3 separate regions of the Sus scrofa genome follow, and all the other regions are linked to region 3. The links are chromatin contacts, called in public Hi-C maps. All regions are on one chromosome and are shown on one strand. Each heading gives the region's core, a stretch centred on a gene start, on an enhancer-like site or on the middle of the called end of the contact. The rest is flanking DNA. Distances are from core to core; before and after follow the strand shown.

Evidence for each region. A called contact is a pair of places that touch in the nucleus more often than the background predicts.
Region 1: a Hi-C map of embryonic fibroblasts shows a contact between it and region 3, with 2.8 times the contacts expected there. The contact joins the enhancer-like site here to the promoter of IRF2 in region 3. A contact is called at or near these places in 1 of 5 promoter capture datasets (skeletal muscle), 13 of 47 Hi-C or Micro-C datasets (adipose tissue, alveolar macrophages, embryonic fibroblasts and 5 more) and 1 of 2 datasets of contacts at active chromatin or transcription factors (alveolar macrophages).
Region 2: a Hi-C map of liver shows a contact between it and region 3, with 2.2 times the contacts expected there. The contact joins the enhancer-like site here to the promoter of IRF2 in region 3. A contact is called at or near these places in 4 of 47 Hi-C or Micro-C datasets (liver and skeletal muscle) and 2 of 2 datasets of contacts at active chromatin or transcription factors (alveolar macrophages and skeletal muscle).

What each region holds. Positions count from the first base shown.
Region 1 is chr15:45,473,390-45,476,897 of Sscrofa11.1, forward strand. The region is part of intron 1 of LOC110257052 (a long non-coding RNA gene); the gene reads right to left. Among named protein-coding and RNA genes, the nearest start is that of ENPP6, 34 kb to the left of the region's middle. Within about 2 kb of position 1,527, at least 4 of the 83 cell types and tissues checked have an H3K27ac peak or open chromatin away from gene starts, as enhancers often do. A contact at or near this core is called in alveolar macrophages and embryonic fibroblasts, where this site is marked.
Region 2 is chr15:45,526,989-45,530,289 of Sscrofa11.1, forward strand. No RefSeq gene overlaps it. Among named protein-coding and RNA genes, the nearest start is that of ENPP6, 88 kb to the left of the region's middle. Within about 2 kb of position 1,538, at least 1 of the 83 cell types and tissues checked has an H3K27ac peak or open chromatin away from gene starts, as enhancers often do. A contact at or near this core is called in liver, where this site is marked.
Region 3 is chr15:45,691,968-45,695,021 of Sscrofa11.1, forward strand. It overlaps IRF2 (interferon regulatory factor 2), which reads right to left and starts at 1,274. Exons shown (of 12, transcript XM_021075622.1): 1 at 1,181-1,274.

The sequences.
Region 1 (3,508 bases), core at 277-2,776, 220 kb before region 3:
TTCTGTGTGCTTGAGGAACTATAAAAAGACCAATGTGCCTAGTGAATGATCCAAGATAAATTAGGAAAGATAAGCAGTGTCACCTCATCTAGGACAGTTACAGCCAGGAAAAGCAGCACTTTACAAAAGGAAATTGAGTGTGAATGTATATGTGGGTATATACATGTGTATATGTACATATTTGTATAGATACATACACAAATATAAATATGTTTAAGTATATGCATAGGTATTAATTGTTACTGTATAGAGAAGGAACTAAAAGAGACAATAGAGGCAGCAAAAAGGCAGATGATCAGAATTCAGGGATGAGATGACAGTGCCTTGAACTGAGGTGATGGCAGTCAAGGTGGGGACAAGTTGACAGTTTAAAGAAATATTTGGAGGTTGAAACATATGTAACTACTGATGGACCACAGGAAGTCATGAGGGACAGCAGGGCTTAAGCATGACTCAGGATTCTGGCTTGACAACACAGTAGATGAATATGAAAGGACAGTAAGAGAGACTCAAAATGCAATCGCAAAACTAAAACCACCCTGGGGGAAGTGAAGAACTGAAGTAGCAGAAAATAGAAGGTAGGATGTGAAGGGCAAATTTGAGAGATTCTTCCAGAATGTAGAGAAAAAGAGAACAGAGATTAGAGAGATGACAAAGATGACAGAGAATACAAAACCACTCTTCTGGATAACTGGTATTTCTAAAGGAGATACAGGAGTTACTGAATAAAAACAACAAAGAAAACAGAACGGTTTCCTGAAACCAACAAAACTTAAGTCTAAAAATCTTAAAAACCAAGGAAAATTAGAGTCCAACATCTAGATATTCCCTTGAGAAGCGCTTGCATTTACAAAATAAATAATCAGATTTTTTAAGTTATCTGCTGAGAAAAACACAAAATCCGTGTCACCTTAAGACTTTTGCTCCAAGGCAGTTGTTACCAGAGGCAATGGAACTACATCTAGAGGTTTGAAACATAGCAAGTATGACTCAATAATTCCATAGCAAGCCACTATTGTCGCTCATGTGAGAGAAAAAAAAGATATTAACACATCTGCAGAGCTAAGAAAATATACTCTCCACATGTTGTTACCCCCCCACACACACACGCAAAAGTACTCAACCCCTCTCTAACAAGGGGTGATTCAAGAATGGAGCAGTTATGATACAGAAAAGGTGAGTGAGAATATTTTAATTTAATCATAGAAGTAAGGCTAAAAAGTGTCAATTTTCAAAATAGAAAGTGAATGAAATGCTGTTTGAAAGAAAAGTTATACAGTGAAAAATACAGTATACCACTAATATAAATCTATCTAAAATCCCAAATATCTACAAAAATTGGGAAAGGTGAATGAAAATTTTGACAGTGAGTGAAAATAATCTGACTTGTTTCACATAATTTGCATAATTACTATGAAGAAAATGAATGGGGTGAGATTAGCAGGCAGAACTACTTAGATGAAATAGCCAGGAAGGACTCTCTAGAGTATCACAGTTCCCTGACTCATCTGCAGGTGGAGCTGAGGTTTTAAAAGAAGGACAGAGTATTTATATGCTGATCTCATAGTATTTAATCAGTTACAGGACTGACCCACTAATATGACACAACTGGAACTCATAACCAAGAGAAATGAGAATTAAAAACGCTGTATTCCTTAACTCAGCTTTAGCTGACATAGAGGTGGTTTAAGAAGACAGAGCAGGAAGCTTATCCTTCATCTCATAATTAAAACAGGGAAATATTTGGTGAATATTTACAAAACTGTTAGCATCTCATACAAGTTAGATCGATATTTATTCTGTATCTTGACCTCATAAAGTTGAAGAGAATGTATGTTTACAAAGAAGAGCAAAGAGTTTTATGTAATATTGAAAAGTTTCCACAGTTTCAAAGGCAACTGGCTTACAAACATTATACCATGAATATTTACTATAGGAAACTACATTGGTTGAAATTTGTTGTAGAACATTGCTTATTCACATAATATTATAAATAACAGTGAAATTAATATTCACTTAGATCAGGGGTGGGCAAACTTTTCCTGTAAAGAACCAGATAACAAATATCTTTGGTTTTCAATGCTGCCACCACAGCATGAAAAGCAGACACAGAAAATACAAAAAAGAATAGGCATGTCTGTGTTCCAATAAAACTTTATTTAAAAAACAGGTAGCAGACTGGATGTGGCTAGGGGCCATAGTTTGCTGATCACTAATTTAGATGATTCTTCTAAATCATTCCTCTCTGTAGAACTTAATCCTCTAGCCATCACGCTCTCTGCCCTGCCGCAGTCACTTTCATGATCCCGTCTTGAGCCTTGACATCATTCCTAACAACTGCCACCCCTCCATAACCTCAATTCATCTGCTCCACCCATGGACCATCACTTTTTTCTTTCTCACTCCCTCTAGAACCCTGACCATATAATCCTTTGAACCCACCAGGTCCTTCAACCCAATGATCCTGCCATCTCTACACTTGTCCTTCACCCACACACAATATCCATATCCCTCCTTCAGTCGCACAGGAAATTATCATCTCTCCCTTCCATAAAACTTCGACTTTCTTGCCCCTCTTTCACTTTGTCACTCACTTGACAAAATTACAACTGTAGTTAAATCCAGCTCTGCAGATACTGTGCAGCTGAATGGTCCTGGAGAAAATCCCAAAGCCCCCATTTGAATTCATGACCATAAATCTCAAGCAGGCACTTTCTGTGCCATTTTCCCAATCCGTCAGTCTCCATTCTCTCCATAAACCTCCAGCACCATCTCCACCACCATCACAAAACCCAGAACAGACAAGGCTTATCATTTCACTGTAAAATTGGAAGCTATCAAAACAGAAGTTCTACAAATATATATAGGCTGGCCCGCCTTCCTCCTCTCCTGTACCTGCTCCTGCCTAAGGTTACTGCTTCCCTGTGGGCTGGATCCCATGACCTCTTACCTACTTAAAGATACCACTCCAGCTATTTCCACCCTCTTCCCCAGAGTCTCCACAGAACCACTGCTATGAGTTTTAGTAACTATTTCTCCAATATCCACCTAGAGCTAACTCTCAGTCATTCTGGGTGGGGAAGGAGGAGGAAAGACAGGTCAAGTAGAGTGAGGCTGTCCTTGTCCAATGTGCAGAACTAAGGCAGAGGGAGATCAAAGCTCCAGTGTAGCCCCAAGACTGCCCCACCCCAATGCCTCCAGCTTCCCAGCCAGATTCCGAAAAAAGAAAGTCCTATAGTGCCAGCTAAATTTACTTGAAAAGGTAAAGAGCTTAATCCAGTTTCCAGCAGCCGAGGCCTATGACCTGAGCCCACATCAGACTGGGAAGACAATTCAGATGCTTGTTAGCCCATGCTCACTTACTTTTAAGTTTGTGAATATCATTACCTTTCATCTTCTTGTGCCATCAAACAATCTTTATAAGAAAAATTCTTGATTGTCTTGACTGAATTCAGTGGGAGAGGATACTTTTCTTTTCCATTATTTGCACTGGGATAGCTCAGGTAAT
Region 2 (3,301 bases), core at 288-2,787, 160 kb before region 3:
CACAGGCAGATCGCCTCACTGCACCGTCAGGTGGAGACCCAGCTGTAGGGGCAGGTCTGTCTTCAGGACCTGGGCAGCGATGCCGCCCATGGCAGTGCCATCCAGCCAACATGCAGGATAGAAAGAGCCAAGGGGAAGGAGGGAGGATGTCATAGGTCAGGCCTGGAAGTGTTTATCCCTTTTGCCCACATTCTCATAGCACAGCTCTGTCACCGCCCAAATTAGATGCAAGTGTTTCTGGGAAATGTCATCCCTGGATTAGCATCTAGTTTCCGGCAACACAGAAGGGAACACACTTCTTTGGTGAATAACCAGCCTTTCTGCCATGCACCTTATTTATACTATGGATTCCATTCACCCCCAAGCTTGCGGGCTAGTGCGATAGATTATCAGCTCAGGCCAGTTCGACCAGATCCAAAAGTCTCACGCTTTGTTGTCTTGGCCTGTGCTACATCTAGCTTGGAGCAGTGCTGTGGAGCTGGGAGATGGTCCCTCCAGGAGGGTATGACCCACATGCATGAGCTTACACTGGCCCAGCTCATCCTCGTAACACAGGAGTGTAATGACTTTTCATGTTTCCAGTGTTCATTCACCCAAGGAGTTCTACCAAATGTGGGAGGACCCGGTGGAAGAGGAAGGCGTTCCTCGGGTCCTCAATGATAGATGGACACTCTAGCATGGTCGGTGCCCCCAGGCCAGCTGTGGGAAGCCAGCACCATTGCATCAAGAAGGTTTGCTATGGGACTAGGCCCTGCCCAAAATGTCACTCAGGAACACATTCTAGCCAGTCTTCTGTGAGCAGTTACTAGTGACGTGATGCCCAGGGCACACAGAGCTGTGTAGAGATCTGTTCATTTGCACAATAAATTGGCCGGTTCTGTGCCCCCATCATCCTCCAGATCTAGATTAATTTTAGATTAATAGCAATATAAACCACCATTTTTTATCCCATTTATACTGGTCACTGTGCAAAGTATAGCGAAATCTTTTCTATGTGATGGTAACAACTGTTCTGCAAGATAGATTTGTTTTGTAAAATGACGTATCTCAGCAAGATGAAGTAGATCCTTTGAAGTAAATGATGAGTGGCTGAGCTGCAATTCAAGTCCAGACCTCTAAAAATCTACTCTCCTCCCATCAAGCCATATGATGAGCCCCACTAGCTCCCATCCCATCATGGGGCACTCACCACTAGCTACAAGAGCAAATGCGCGGTATACACAAGGCACACACCAGCCCAGCCATCCGTCCCGTCAAGTCTTACCTAAGGAAGGCTTCAGACTGCTCAGGGCACCCTGCCATCTTCACCTTGATGGAATAAACCCCATGTGCAGGAAGTTTAAAGAAAAGATAGTCATTGAAAAGTGAATGTTCATTGCAAACAACCGTGTAACAATAAATTCTAATCTGTGGCCACACCCACTCCTTTTCAGCCAAGCAAAGGTAAACTAGTGGCAGAGGCAGGTGTTTGGGATTAAGCGTTTGTGTCACTGTCATACAAAGTCCACATCTGTTCACTTCACGTATCTGCTTCTTCACAGTCACCAGTGAGCTAGCCCTCCTCTGTCTCCAGAGATGTTACAGAAGCAGCATTGATTCAGAGAGTGACCGTGCGGTCACCAAGGCAGCCTTTTTGCCAAGCCACAGAACATTTTAAAAGATAGTTACCAAAACCAAAAATCCACATCATTGAGTAGTACCTTCTCCAGTGCAACATTTTTGTGTGCATTTTTGGAGATTTTAAGCAAAGGCAGAGAATTTTTATGTAGGAGACCACAACAAAGAAAAGGATACTACGTATTCCCTTAGTGTCATTATTAAAACAATCCTTTCCTTTATTGCAATACTTAAGATTGCCAGGCACTGTGCTACCTGCTTTATACACAGTGTCTTATTTAATCCTCCCAATGATCCAAAGAAAAATCTATAATATGATTATGTCCATTTTATAGAAGAAAATGAAAACAAGCAAAGAGTCTCATTAAGAAAGTGAATTGCAAGTAGCAGCAGAAGATGTTGACCCCAGGTTTGTCTATCTCTAAAGCCTATGTGTTTTTCTCTATTCCAAACCAACGAGAGATCCAGAGCTATTTGCAGAGAACACCAGCTAGAAGGAAAACCCAGCATGGAGTGAGAAGCTGTCCAGTGCTACCTGGCAGTGTTGTTGTTGTGGGATTTCAAGAAAAGGAACACAGTGTTCTGAAATTGCACAAGGAATGTAAACAAAACAAATGGAATCTTCAGAAGTGGCGCTAATCCCTTGCTGGAGGTCAATTTCAGGAAAAAAAAAAAAATCCCTTTGCGTAGCATTTGATGAGGTTAGCTCGGTGTTCAAAATACTAAAAGAGGAGTTCCCCATGTGGCTCAGCAGAAACGCATCTGACTAGTATCCATGAGGACTCAGGGTCAGTCCCTGGCCTCTCTCAGTGGGTGAAGGATCCAGTGTTGCCATGAGCTGTGGTGTAGGTTGCAGACATGGCTCAGATCTTGCATTGCTGTGGCTGGCAGCTGCAGCTCTGTTTTGACCCCTAGCCTGGGACTTCCATAGGCCTCAGGTGCAGCCCTCAAAAAAAAAAAAAACAAAGTTATGAGAGCAATGACTGAGTTTTGCAATTGTATATGCATGCAAGGTAATCTACTTCTTCCTAATCAAATGTTTCCTTACTTATGTCAGATCTCAAATGCTTGCTGAGCTATTTAAGAATTCCAAAGAAGACTGGAATTAGCTTTTATGAGGAAAGTCCCAAAGCTGATATTTGTTGATGAAAGTAATTTCACAAGATAAATAAGTACTAGGGATGGAATGCACACGATAAATATAATTAATACTGCTATAATTTATATAGGAAAATTGTTGAGAGAGTGAGTCCTAAGAGTTCTCGTTACAAGGAAAAAATTTTCTTCCTTTTCTTTTGTATCTGTATGAGATGTAACCTTATTGTGGTAACAATTTCACGGTGTATTTAAGTCAAATCTTTATGCTGTATACCTTAAACTTATACAGTGCTGTGTGTCCATTAGATCTCAATAAAACTGGAAGAATTAAAGAAGTCATTTCACAAGTTTTGTCTTCTTTTTTTTTTCTTCCTTTTCTAGGGCTGCTTCCCGAGGCACATGGAGGTTCCCAGGCTAGGGGTCTAATCGGAGCTGTAGACCCCGGCCCACGCCAGAGCCACAGCAATGTGAGATCCAAGCCGTGTCTGCAACTTACACCACAGCTCATGGCAACGCCGGATCCTTAACACACTGAGCAAGGCCAGGGATCAATCTCAAAACCTCATGGTTCCTAGTCGGATTCGTT
Region 3 (3,054 bases), core at 24-2,523:
GATAGAGATACTGCAAACTGACCCGTATGTCTCCTCCAGATTTTCAGACTCTTCCCAGATTCACTGGCCTTACTCTTCAGCCTTGACCCCATGGTCACTAATTTCAACTTTTCTTTTAACTGACATTCCTAGTTCCCCTGGCCTTTCATTACATTTGCCAAATTACCACCATTACTAATATACTTTGGAGTGTTATGGAGTTTAAGAACTATATTCACAACAATGAATATAGTTTAAAATAATAATTTTAATTGTCTTCACAAAAACTGTCATGTGGGGAGGAAAGGTTATTTCACAGATGAGAAAACAGGGATTCAGAGGTAAACTAACCTGTATGAAATTACAGAGTTAATAAATAGCAAAGCTGGGTCTCAACCAACCATCCATCTTTCTTCTCAACAAGAACACATTTCTTGAACAAGCGACTTGTGGTCAACTGTAATTGTTCACCTCCCACCTTCATTCACTCCTCAACTTGCCATTTCCCTCTGACAGTCCCTCACTCCTGTACTGGTAAGTTTCTACTTTCACTGGGGGAGGGGGGGGAGGGACTGCGGTTTCCCATGTATTACATTTATTTAAGTGTGTCATACTACATTTATAATTACATATATTAAGGGTGTCAGTCAAGCAGTGCGTTTTATTTGCCCTTAAATACAGGTATTCGTCCAAGGTTGTCTTCAGCGCACATTAACAATTATGAGCTGAAAGATCATAAAAATAGAGATCCCAGGCCCAATTGAAACCAAGTGCAAAACGCTAACTAGCTTGCAAGAAGCGCGCCCGGATTTCCAGGTTAAAACATCTGCCTTGCAGACTCCTAAAACAATATTCCAACTCCCCGAGAAATGCCTGCGAAGATATAAAGAGAAAAAAAAAAAAATCCGCTACTCCAACAAAATCCAGAACTGTCAGCCTCTTTTACGCGCAGGGAGGGATGGGGGACACCTCCCAAGACGAGCTTACTGCAACCAGACAAGCGCAAGCCGCGACCACCTGTGTAAGGCCTGCATGAAAGACCCCTCTTCCCGGTCAGAAAAGCCAAGCCCGTGCACTCCAGAAATCGAGGCAGCTGCACACCAGAAATCTCTGCAGCAGACTTGCTGCTTTTTTGTGACAGAAAAAGAAAAAAATAAGTGACTCCAAACCGCTTCCCAAGCAGCCAACAAACCCCTCCCACCTTTAACTTTTCTTGGACTCGCAGAGCCACTGTTATTCCGGAAACGCCCCGGCAGGAAGTAGAGCCGTGAATGCGGCAGCACGAAGCATCCTGGGAGTTGTGGTCCACGCTCAGAATGCGCAGGCGCAGAGGTGGCCGCCCAAGAGCAGAGCCCGACGGGAATGGTAGTTTCTCCTGCGTTAACCTAGCGTAAGGGTGTCCAAAGGTCAGACAGATGCAATTTCGCGAGTTCTCATTTCAGACAGCAGGGGTGCCCTCACTGAGGGCCTGTAGGTCTGGGAGACTTGGTTTGGGAAATGTGCCTGTCGTCTGACGTTCGACAGTAGATCTGAGATGGATTGAGATAGCCCTCAAGTGGACTGAGTGGAGCGAAGCACAAGCCGTAAGATCTGCAAACTGGACTGTGGACTGTGCGGGAACACTGTAGAATTAAGGAGAGAAGCCGTCTCAAAGACTCAGAGAAAGAACGGACTTCAGTGTTATTTACCTCATGAATCAGAAGAACATTTTGGAGAAGGATACCGAAAAAAATTACATATATGACATGCAGGCCAATGAAAGTATGGCACAGTCTGAAAGAATATGCAGCAAAATATTAAGGTTCATTTTTTTTTTAATAAGGGATTTTTTTTTTTTTTTACACTTTTATGTATTTTCTGAATTGTCTACAAGGGCTAAGTATTCCTTTTTGGTATAAAATACTGCAAATATGAAGTAAAATATATAGAGTAATTTTTTTTTTGTCTTTTCTAGGGCCACTCCCGCAGCATATGGAGGTTCCCAGGCTAGGGGTCTAATTGGAGCTGTAACCGCCGGCCTACACCACAGCCACAGCAACGCGGGATCCAAGCCACGCCTGCGACCTACACCACAGCTCAGGGCAGCGCTGGATCATTAACCCACTGAGCAAGGCCAGGGATTAAACCTGCAACCTCATGGTTCTTGGTGAGATTCGTTAACCACTGCGCCACGACGGGAACTCCATATAGAGTAATTTTTAAAGGCCCTGGAATCTACCACAAAGCTTTGTCTTATTTACTTCCTCCCTCCCTCCCTCTATTCCTTCCCTTCTTTTCTCCTATGCTCCCTCTTTCTTTCCTTCTTTCTAAAAAAAAAAAAAAAATTACTAAGAAAAAAACAATAGAGAGATGTCCCTTATTTAGTCCTTTCTCTGCTGTGTGGAAATACACACACACTCTGAAGGGTTTTTATTTTATTTTATTTTATTTATGTATGTATGTATTTTTTTGTCTTTTGTCTTCTTGAGGCCGCATCCCCGCATATGGAGGTTCCCAGGCTAGGGGTCGAATCAGAGCTGTAGCCCATGGCCTACACCACTGCCACAGCAGCTGGGGATCTGAGCCGGGTCTGCGACCTGTGTCACAGCTCACAGCAACACAGGATCTTTAACCCAATGAGAGGGGCCAGGGATCAAACCCATGTCCTCATGGATGCTAGTCCAGTTCGTTAACCACCAGGGGAACTCCTGAAGAGTTTTCAGTATATTTCTGTTTGTGTATCCACACACACGTGTATGTATTGTAGGTTTTTCAGATCGGTGGTGTCATACATACTGTGTGAGTCATTATGTAATTTGCTTTTCTCATTGCTCTGCATCCTGTGTTTTTTAGATTTATCAAAAAAACCACAATACCTATAGTTCTAATTCATTCATTTTAACTTTTATGTGCTATTGTGTTGCATGACAATGTCACAATTTAAATATTTGTCTGATGAGGGATTTTTACTGTGTTCCAGATATTTTGTGATTATAAACTGTATTGTTATGCACATTCTTAAGCAAATGTGCAAGAACTTCTCTGAGGCCTTTACCTGTGAAATTGCCGGGTCTTTAGAATATACATATTTCCAGG